Regions from separate parts of the Gossypium hirsutum genome. Here region 1 is linked to region 2. The links are chromatin contacts, called in public Hi-C maps. All regions are on one chromosome and are shown on one strand. Each heading gives the region's core, a stretch centred on a gene start, on an enhancer-like site or on the middle of the called end of the contact. The rest is flanking DNA. Distances are from core to core; before and after follow the strand shown. Region 1 holds the start of LOC107912587 (protein PHOX1). Region 2 holds the start of LOC107912481 (actin-related protein 2/3 complex subunit 3).

Region 1 (3,820 bases), core at 668-3,167, 670 kb after region 2:
ATGTGAACTTCCTCATGCTTAAATCTCTCAAAGAGTGGATCCTGCTCAGGATTGACTTCTACAACATACAGCCTCACAGAACCCTGGGATTCTGCTGATATTTCAGCCAATTTCAACTCTTCATCACTGGTGATTGTGACTAAATCACCTTCTTCATCTCTGTATTTGACAAGAACTGCTCTCAAACTAGGAAATCGATCATGAATTACTTCCCTTAGTTGCAGAAGGCTGCAATTAAGTGGTAACTGAGCGCATCTTATATCTTCACCCAAAATCAACTTGACAGTCTTCTTTGGTTCTTCCGCTTTACTGCTAATTTTCTCCTCTATAACCAGTTTATCCTCAGCCTTCTTTTCCTCTACATTTCCATCAACCTCCTTCTCCTCAATTCGATCCGCAGCCTTGTTATCTTTAGCTTTACTGATCTTCTTCTTGTTCTTCTTCTCGGTTTTCTCTTCGACAACTTCCGGAATTTGTGAATCCCTTGGAGGTTCAACAGATTCTTCAGCTTTACAGATCTTTTTCTTGTTCTTCTTCTCTGTTTTCTCTTGGACAACTTCCGAAATTAATGAACCCTTTGGAGGTTCAACAGATTCTTTAGCTTTGCTGATCTTCTTCTTGGTTTTCTCTTTGACAACTTTCGGAGTTTTCGAAGTACTTGGAGGTTCAACGGATTCTAGAAGCAATTCAACAGGTAAACCTTCTTTCTCAAGTGAGCTTCTTACCCTTTCTGAAATCTCTAATGCCATGACATTATTAGGCTCCATGTTAAGAACTGTATTAACATCTCTGAGAGCTAATTCCAGCCTATTCAAAGATTCGTAACACCTGGCTCTCTTTACAAGTGCCTTGCTATACTTGGGAGTAACCTCTAATGCCAAATCACACTCATGGATAGCCTTGGGGTACTCACTCAATCCCATCTGCATATAACATGCAGCAATATTAGTCCTAAGATGGCATACATCTATGTGATTCTTTGGAAGCAATTTGAGAGCCTTCTCATATGTCAACATTGCTCCTTCATGGTCCCTTTTCTGAAACAGTTTGTTCCCCTCTTCTTTCAGTTCTTGAGACATGGCAATGAAAACTGCCGTGTCTGAATCATATGATTTCGAACTATTGTCTCCAACTTTCTTTTGCTTCACATTATTATCCCCTGTTTGCTTCTTGTGCTTTCCACTATGCTTCCCCATTGTAAATCCAACCCCAACTATATTACGTGACTCAATCCAGAAACCCTGACCAAGAAAACAAATCCCTACCCTGGTCCTGAACTAACTTCTTACACAAGTTTAAAAAAGCTCAACCCCAGTAGCTAAAACCACAAGCAACCTCCCACCACCAAAAAGACCTTAAAACACTTAAAAACTTTTTACAACTTTTAATATGAATAAAGATTCAAAAACCAGTTCAAATACAGCAGATATGACAAGCACACCAAAACAAAAGCTCTTAGACACCTAAAAAGAATTAAAACCCAGATACCAAAATGGGAATAGAAAAAATATATATTATCTTTACCACCTCAAAACTAGAAGCTGTCAGCCCTTAACGAAGTATTAAGAAATCCCAGTTGAGAGAGAAACAGAATAATAGGCAGGCTCAGTTTCAGCTAGAAAGATAAGACCTTGATGCAAAACCAAAAATAAAGAAGGAAATTAGAAGGCAAGGGATTATTTATGTAGGGGAAATGAGGTGTGGAACTTTTCCAGGAAAATTGAAAAAGATAATGTTTTTGTGAGAAAATGGAATATGTGTGTGTTGTAGGGAGAATACGGAAGAAAAGAAAACAGACCAACGTTTTCTGTTTTATATTTTAGTGTTGCTCTTTTTTTTTTTTCTTTTTTTTTACAACGTGAATTTCAGCTTAACGTGAACGCCACAAAAAGCTTTCTTTGTGTGTGTGTGTGTCTGTGCGTGTTTTTTTTTTTTTTTCCTCCTCTATATTTCAAACGCAAATTGCTTTAAGTTTTTTTTTTTAAATTCAGAAAAAATAAAAAGGACCCATTTTCCAAGGGATTCCAGGTTCCTTGGCTATGTTTGATAAAACGGCCAAAGGCAGAGATTTTTTTTTTTTGACTATTGGCACCTTCATTTGTCATTAAAGAATAAACTTGTCAGCTTCTTTAGATTTTGCTACTTCCAATCCAAATAATTATAAAAATCTAATTATATTTATTTAGTAATAGCTTAATAAATTTGGTTTGAAGTTTTATAAATTTTAATCCTAAAGGTTGAATCGTTGATGTATGTAGGAAAAATATACAAAACAATTTTTTAAAATTATTTATGAAATAAATAAATAAATATTAAAGCAATAAAAAAGAATAGTAAAACACGTGGCAAAGGTTCAGAATTCCTTAGCTTGAAAGTTGAAGGGCAGGTTGGCAGAAGTCATGTTTAAAATATATGATAAAATAGAAATGTTTGTCTTGTAATTTCAACCACATATATAAGTAATAAATAAAAAGCGTGAAGTGTGGTGGGTCTGAAGCAACTTCCAAAGCAAGTTGGAGTGCAAACGGTAAACGGCAAGACAAGTGTTGTTGGAAAGTGGTAAGAAAGATTCCTACAGAAACGTGATGTTGACTATTTACTTTTGTTAGGAGTCACCGCCACAATCCCAATGTCCTCCGCCCTCCTTCTCTACGCAACTCTGAAAATTTCAAATTTTTTCCTTGAATGATAAAAAAATTCCGTATTGTAAATCCTTGAAATTATCTTTTTCATTCAAGTTCACATCATCTTTTCCATTGAAGCTCGTGATGTGATAACTAATGCGATGGACATAATAAATTAATGATATGGTAATAAAAGTAGTGTTATATATTAGTAATTATCAACTCAAGTCCTATTAGGGATTCGAGTCTTCGATCCATGATCTAGATAGGTTCCACCTGAATATTAGGTGCAAAGCGAGCTACGAGAGGATAGCAAGGCGAGCTCCCGAGCCTTACTTGTAGAGCAAGTTCACAAACTCAGCACGCAAGGCAAAGCCAAGGACTCAGCTCGTAACACAAGACCACAGACCCAACTCGTAGGGACCTAAGGAGCTTGCAAGTAGGGGCCACATGCTCCGTTATGTTTAGCGGGTACGAAGCCTGCCTAGAATGTCAATCCCAAGAACAGAAAGGATCGTTTGTCCTATAGACACGTGCTCAGCAAACTTGGAGTTCGCAGAGAATGTCAGTATTAGAGACAGAAAATGTCAATACTAGAGATAGCAGAGTCAAGACAAAATAGTGAGGTCCTATCATAAGCTATAATAACATCTATAACAACATGTATAAATACCCGAACACTCCTATCAATAACATACGAGAAAATATTACTCAACAATTGGTGCAGTGAGCGTAGACGAACTTCTAATCATCAAATTTTTTGAAGTTTGATTAAGTTTTCTTCAATTTTCGAAGCAAATGGCTCACTAGAGTGAAAATTTCCCTCTTAACTCTTCACCAGGATAGGTCAGAGCGTTAGGTTTTGGCGACCGGCACAACAAAACAGACTTATTCACCAGATGGTTCACCGATAGACCAGAAAACCTCGACAACACAATTTATTGAGGAGCTTTTAGTCCTTTAGACTTGAATATTTCTACCAGTCAAGGGTTGTCACTCCCTTTCAACCAAGAGGTACCCCCGTAGCAGTTCTTGACCCTTCAGGAGTAAATGAGACTTATGAGAGAGTAGATGGTTGTTCAAGAGGCACAATTCGAACAACAATAAGCTATTCAACATGAGCTGTTGAAGTAGAACAAGGAGCTATAAAGAAAGGTACATTCTGATAACTCTAGTTTCTAGGATAATATAAACAC
Region 2 (3,844 bases), core at 674-3,173:
TATTTGGAGTTCCATTGGGCCTATACGCGACACTCAACAGTCTCCCACTCGTTTCTTCTCTGATTTGCTTCAGATAATTCCTAAGTAGTTCTGCATTTAAGAAAGCAATGAATTATATGGTACCAAGTTATCAAAAATTTGGTACTTGAAGTGGTTAATGTAACATCAGAAAGGATCAAGAATTTGCTGTAGCAGACAGAAATGAAAAGTTTTACAAAAATATTCCAAGCATTGCAAACCTCCTACAACACTTGCAGCATACTGATAGACAAAGCAATATCCGAAAAAACAACAGACAACATTTTCATGTTGACCAAAAGTGAGGATTTTTAAACTACTTGATCCTTCAAGTTAAGATGAGCATAAGCCACAAAGTCAAGAAGGATTGCATCACATGTTATACGAAACAATAACTGGAAAGTAGAAAGTACATTTTATTTGCATAATTCTCAATATTCCATGCAAAAACAAGTCGATCTATAGTTGCCCGAAGACAAGAAAAAGATTTAAGTACAAAGAGGCAGCTAGCTAACTAAAAGGGTTCAGTACAACTCACTACGATGCTTGGAACATGCTTCACAAGTACCCAATACTTCAGTAATCAATGTCACATATATGATATATCAAATGAAAAAGAAGATAGTAAGAGATTTACCTGCTTCCTTTTGAGACTGTGGGAGCACAAAGAGCCCCGGAAAAGGAAAACCAGATTCTCCAGGTACGGGAACTTTTTCCAAGCCTAAGTTAATGATTGCCTTGGTCCCTTCAGCCAAGGTCCTACAGCCCTCAAGCCTCTTCAAAGCCACATTTATGTAGAAAGTCAAATATATAAGGAGCTTATCTGCAGGGCTCTTAACATCAAAGTTTCTAAAGAACACATTGGCACGAAAGAATGTGATCGCTTCATCAACAATATCAGTTTTACCTGCAAAATACCATCTTGAATTACCAACTCAAAAATTAAGGAAGAATATAATATTGAGAACTACCTAATGAAGGTTATATAATCCAACCTTGATCTGAAACAGGAGCAGGACCCTTTATATGGCTTTTCAAAGGAAGTAAAGGGAAGCCACAAGCTTTAGTAATTCCTTCCTCACCAACAAAACTAGAGTGATAAACCTGGCATTTAATAACGAATTCTAAATGAATGAACCAAAAAATCATATTTAGAACTCTGGTGAACTACATGCACAATCTAGCAGTGGAAGGGGAGGTAAGAGATTAATTCAAATACCATTTTCCTTGATTTCTTTTCCCAAACAACCAAACGAGGCAATCAGATTTTCCCTCAAAAGAAAGAGGGCAACCAAATGTTTCTGCAAAGAACAACAGTAAAACACAAAATTACAATAAGTATGACTTTTTACACTAAAGTAAGAAATTCCCTATCCACAATATATAAGAATTAAAGAAAAAAACATATGAAATACTCAATTCAGATAGTTGCTTTACATGGAAGTGAGCAAGACCTGAGATCCGAAAAATATAACCTAAACCCATCAAATCACAGACGCCATTAAATGAAAAATCAAGGCAAACCCATTATAGTAAGAAGAAATTCATTCAATTCTGTATGAGCAAAGAGAAACGTTTAAGGGTAGATAAAAGGGGGGAGGGGGAATATAGCAACAAAAGTTCCTAACAAAAATTTTGTGGTTGATCTTGACCAATAGGGTGTTGATCAATACAATCATAAGTTGGAAACCGGGGGGCGGGGGGGGGGGGACAAAAGAAAAAGATGGAGCAACTTACTGCCAACAAATGCTTTTCATCTAAACGGGCGAGACCAAGTTTCAACAGCAATCTCTGGCTTTGCTTGATTTCTTTGAGCTAAAACCATTTAACTCTGTCTCTTGATCCTCTACTGCTACCATAAGAATTGAGATTGAAGATTAAACGACAAAGCCCAGGCGAAGATTGAAATACAAAAGGAATGGCCCATATGATCAAACAAAGAAGACATAAGGCCCACCTCTGTCATCAGTACACCACTTATAAGATTCCCAAAACTAGGGGCTTTGTAAAAATTGGGTCAAATCGGTTTCCTAATCTCAAATTATTGGTTTACAGTGGAGTTAATCGAATTTAAAATACCTATCATTTTAATATATTTTTAAAATCAAATTCAATAGACCTAAATATACATTTAAACACAAACCCAACTAAAAATTAAACCCAATAGACTTAAACTAAACCCAATTATACAAATTAAAATATTAATAAAAACTTTATTAGATAATATCCAAAAAAAAACCCCTAAACTATTATATCTTGTTTAAATAAGATCTTGTACTATTTTTTTTACTGAAATAAGTATCTATCCTATTATTTTTACTCATGAAAGTCCTTTATTTTAATATTAAATTAAAAAGGTATTTTTAAATTAAAAACTTAATTTATTAATGTGACTTTGATGAAAATAGTTTATTAATAAAAATAAAAAATATTTTTTGAAAGTAAAATAAAATAAAATTTTAAAATTTATTGAAAGTGCTTATATAAATATCATAATTAACCACTCTTTTGAAAAATCTATATATACATATCGCAATTAATACTTTTAAAAAAAAATCAATTTACTTGTTAAAGTTTTATGTTGATGTTAAAGTGTATATAATTTTTATTGCATCAACAAAAAATTAAATTAAGAGTTTGAAATTCAAAATACTTTTACTTTAACATTATAATCAATGACTTTTATATGTAAATATCAAAAGTTAAGGATTTATTTAACTATAAAAAAATAGTTTAAGGGTTTATTTAAACAAAATATATAATTTGAGGAGCCAAATTTATTTTTCATACATTTTCAAATTTCTTGTTTTTTTTTGAAAACTTAACCTCCTATTTTTTTGATAAAATATTTTAAAATGAAAAACTCTAACTTTTTTGAGATTTTTTAAATAGATATCTAAAATAAATATCAAATATAAAAACTTTCTAACATATAAATATAATCTATACAAAATAAAAATTTATATTCATCCTAAATAGTATTGACAACACAATAAGAAAAAGAGAAATAAAACCCTAACCTACGTCACATCTATTTAAATAACCCATTATCGCTTTAAAATAAAAAGAGAAAAAAAAGAAACATCATTCCAAAGCTAATCATGTCACATAGGATTTGCATTGAGAAATATGACTTTATTTTCTATCAATTCAATAGATTCCAATATTAAAGAATGGGAGATTAGTTTCTAGATAAAAGTAAGGGAATTATTCAGTAAAAGTTTCAACCAAAAGAAATAAACCTCTTTATTTTCTAAAAAGAAAGTCATTTATCGACGGTAAAAAATCTGTTGATAAATACACAAAACTTGTCAGTATAACACCATGTATCCTATACTGATGGAAGAAAATGCTACCCTGACAAAATTGCAACCACTAGGAAAAAGGATAATCGGTATAGAGTTATCCTTATGGAAACTATTCAGAGATATACACTTTTACCTTATAACTATGGAATGATCCATCAATAAAAGTAGTGTTAGCAACTTCTCCTAACCCTTTATACATATCTTCACCAACTGTCACTAACCATCAATATAGGTTTTTGATTTATGTTGGTGGTCTTTTTGTCAGTAAAAAGTTTATTTTTTTTAATTTTCACAAATTATTCTAGATAAATTTTTATTTTTATTTTTTTTCAAATTTTCTTTAACAATTATATTTTAAAAATAAAACATTAAAATTAAATATAATGGGAAAATTCATATAAAAGCCCATTTTTTAAAAATGTATCGAAATGGGCCCGATAAATAATTATTTACCGGAATGGCCCTATTTTCCCGAAAGCGTGTCCACGTCAGCTCAATGTCAGGGGACGTGGTAGGAA

The links. Hi-C and Micro-C count contacts between places; a contact is called where the count stands out from the background.
Region 1: a Hi-C map of leaf shows a contact between it and region 2, with 2.7 times the contacts expected there. The contact joins the promoter of LOC107912587 here to the promoter of LOC107912481 in region 2. A contact is called at or near these places in 2 of 34 Hi-C or Micro-C datasets (both in leaf).

What each region holds. Positions count from the first base shown.
Region 1 is chrD08:24,425,881-24,429,700 of Gossypium_hirsutum_v2.1, forward strand. LOC107912587 (protein PHOX1) reads right to left here and starts at 1,918. Exons shown (of 3, transcript XM_016840833.2): 1 at 1-1,918. The coding sequence starts at 1,196.
Region 2 is chrD08:23,755,765-23,759,608 of Gossypium_hirsutum_v2.1, forward strand. LOC107912481 (actin-related protein 2/3 complex subunit 3) reads right to left here and starts at 1,924. Exons shown (of 8, transcript XR_005917237.1): 1 at 1,756-1,924; 2 at 1,238-1,319; 3 at 1,014-1,122; 4 at 656-925; 5 at 1-90.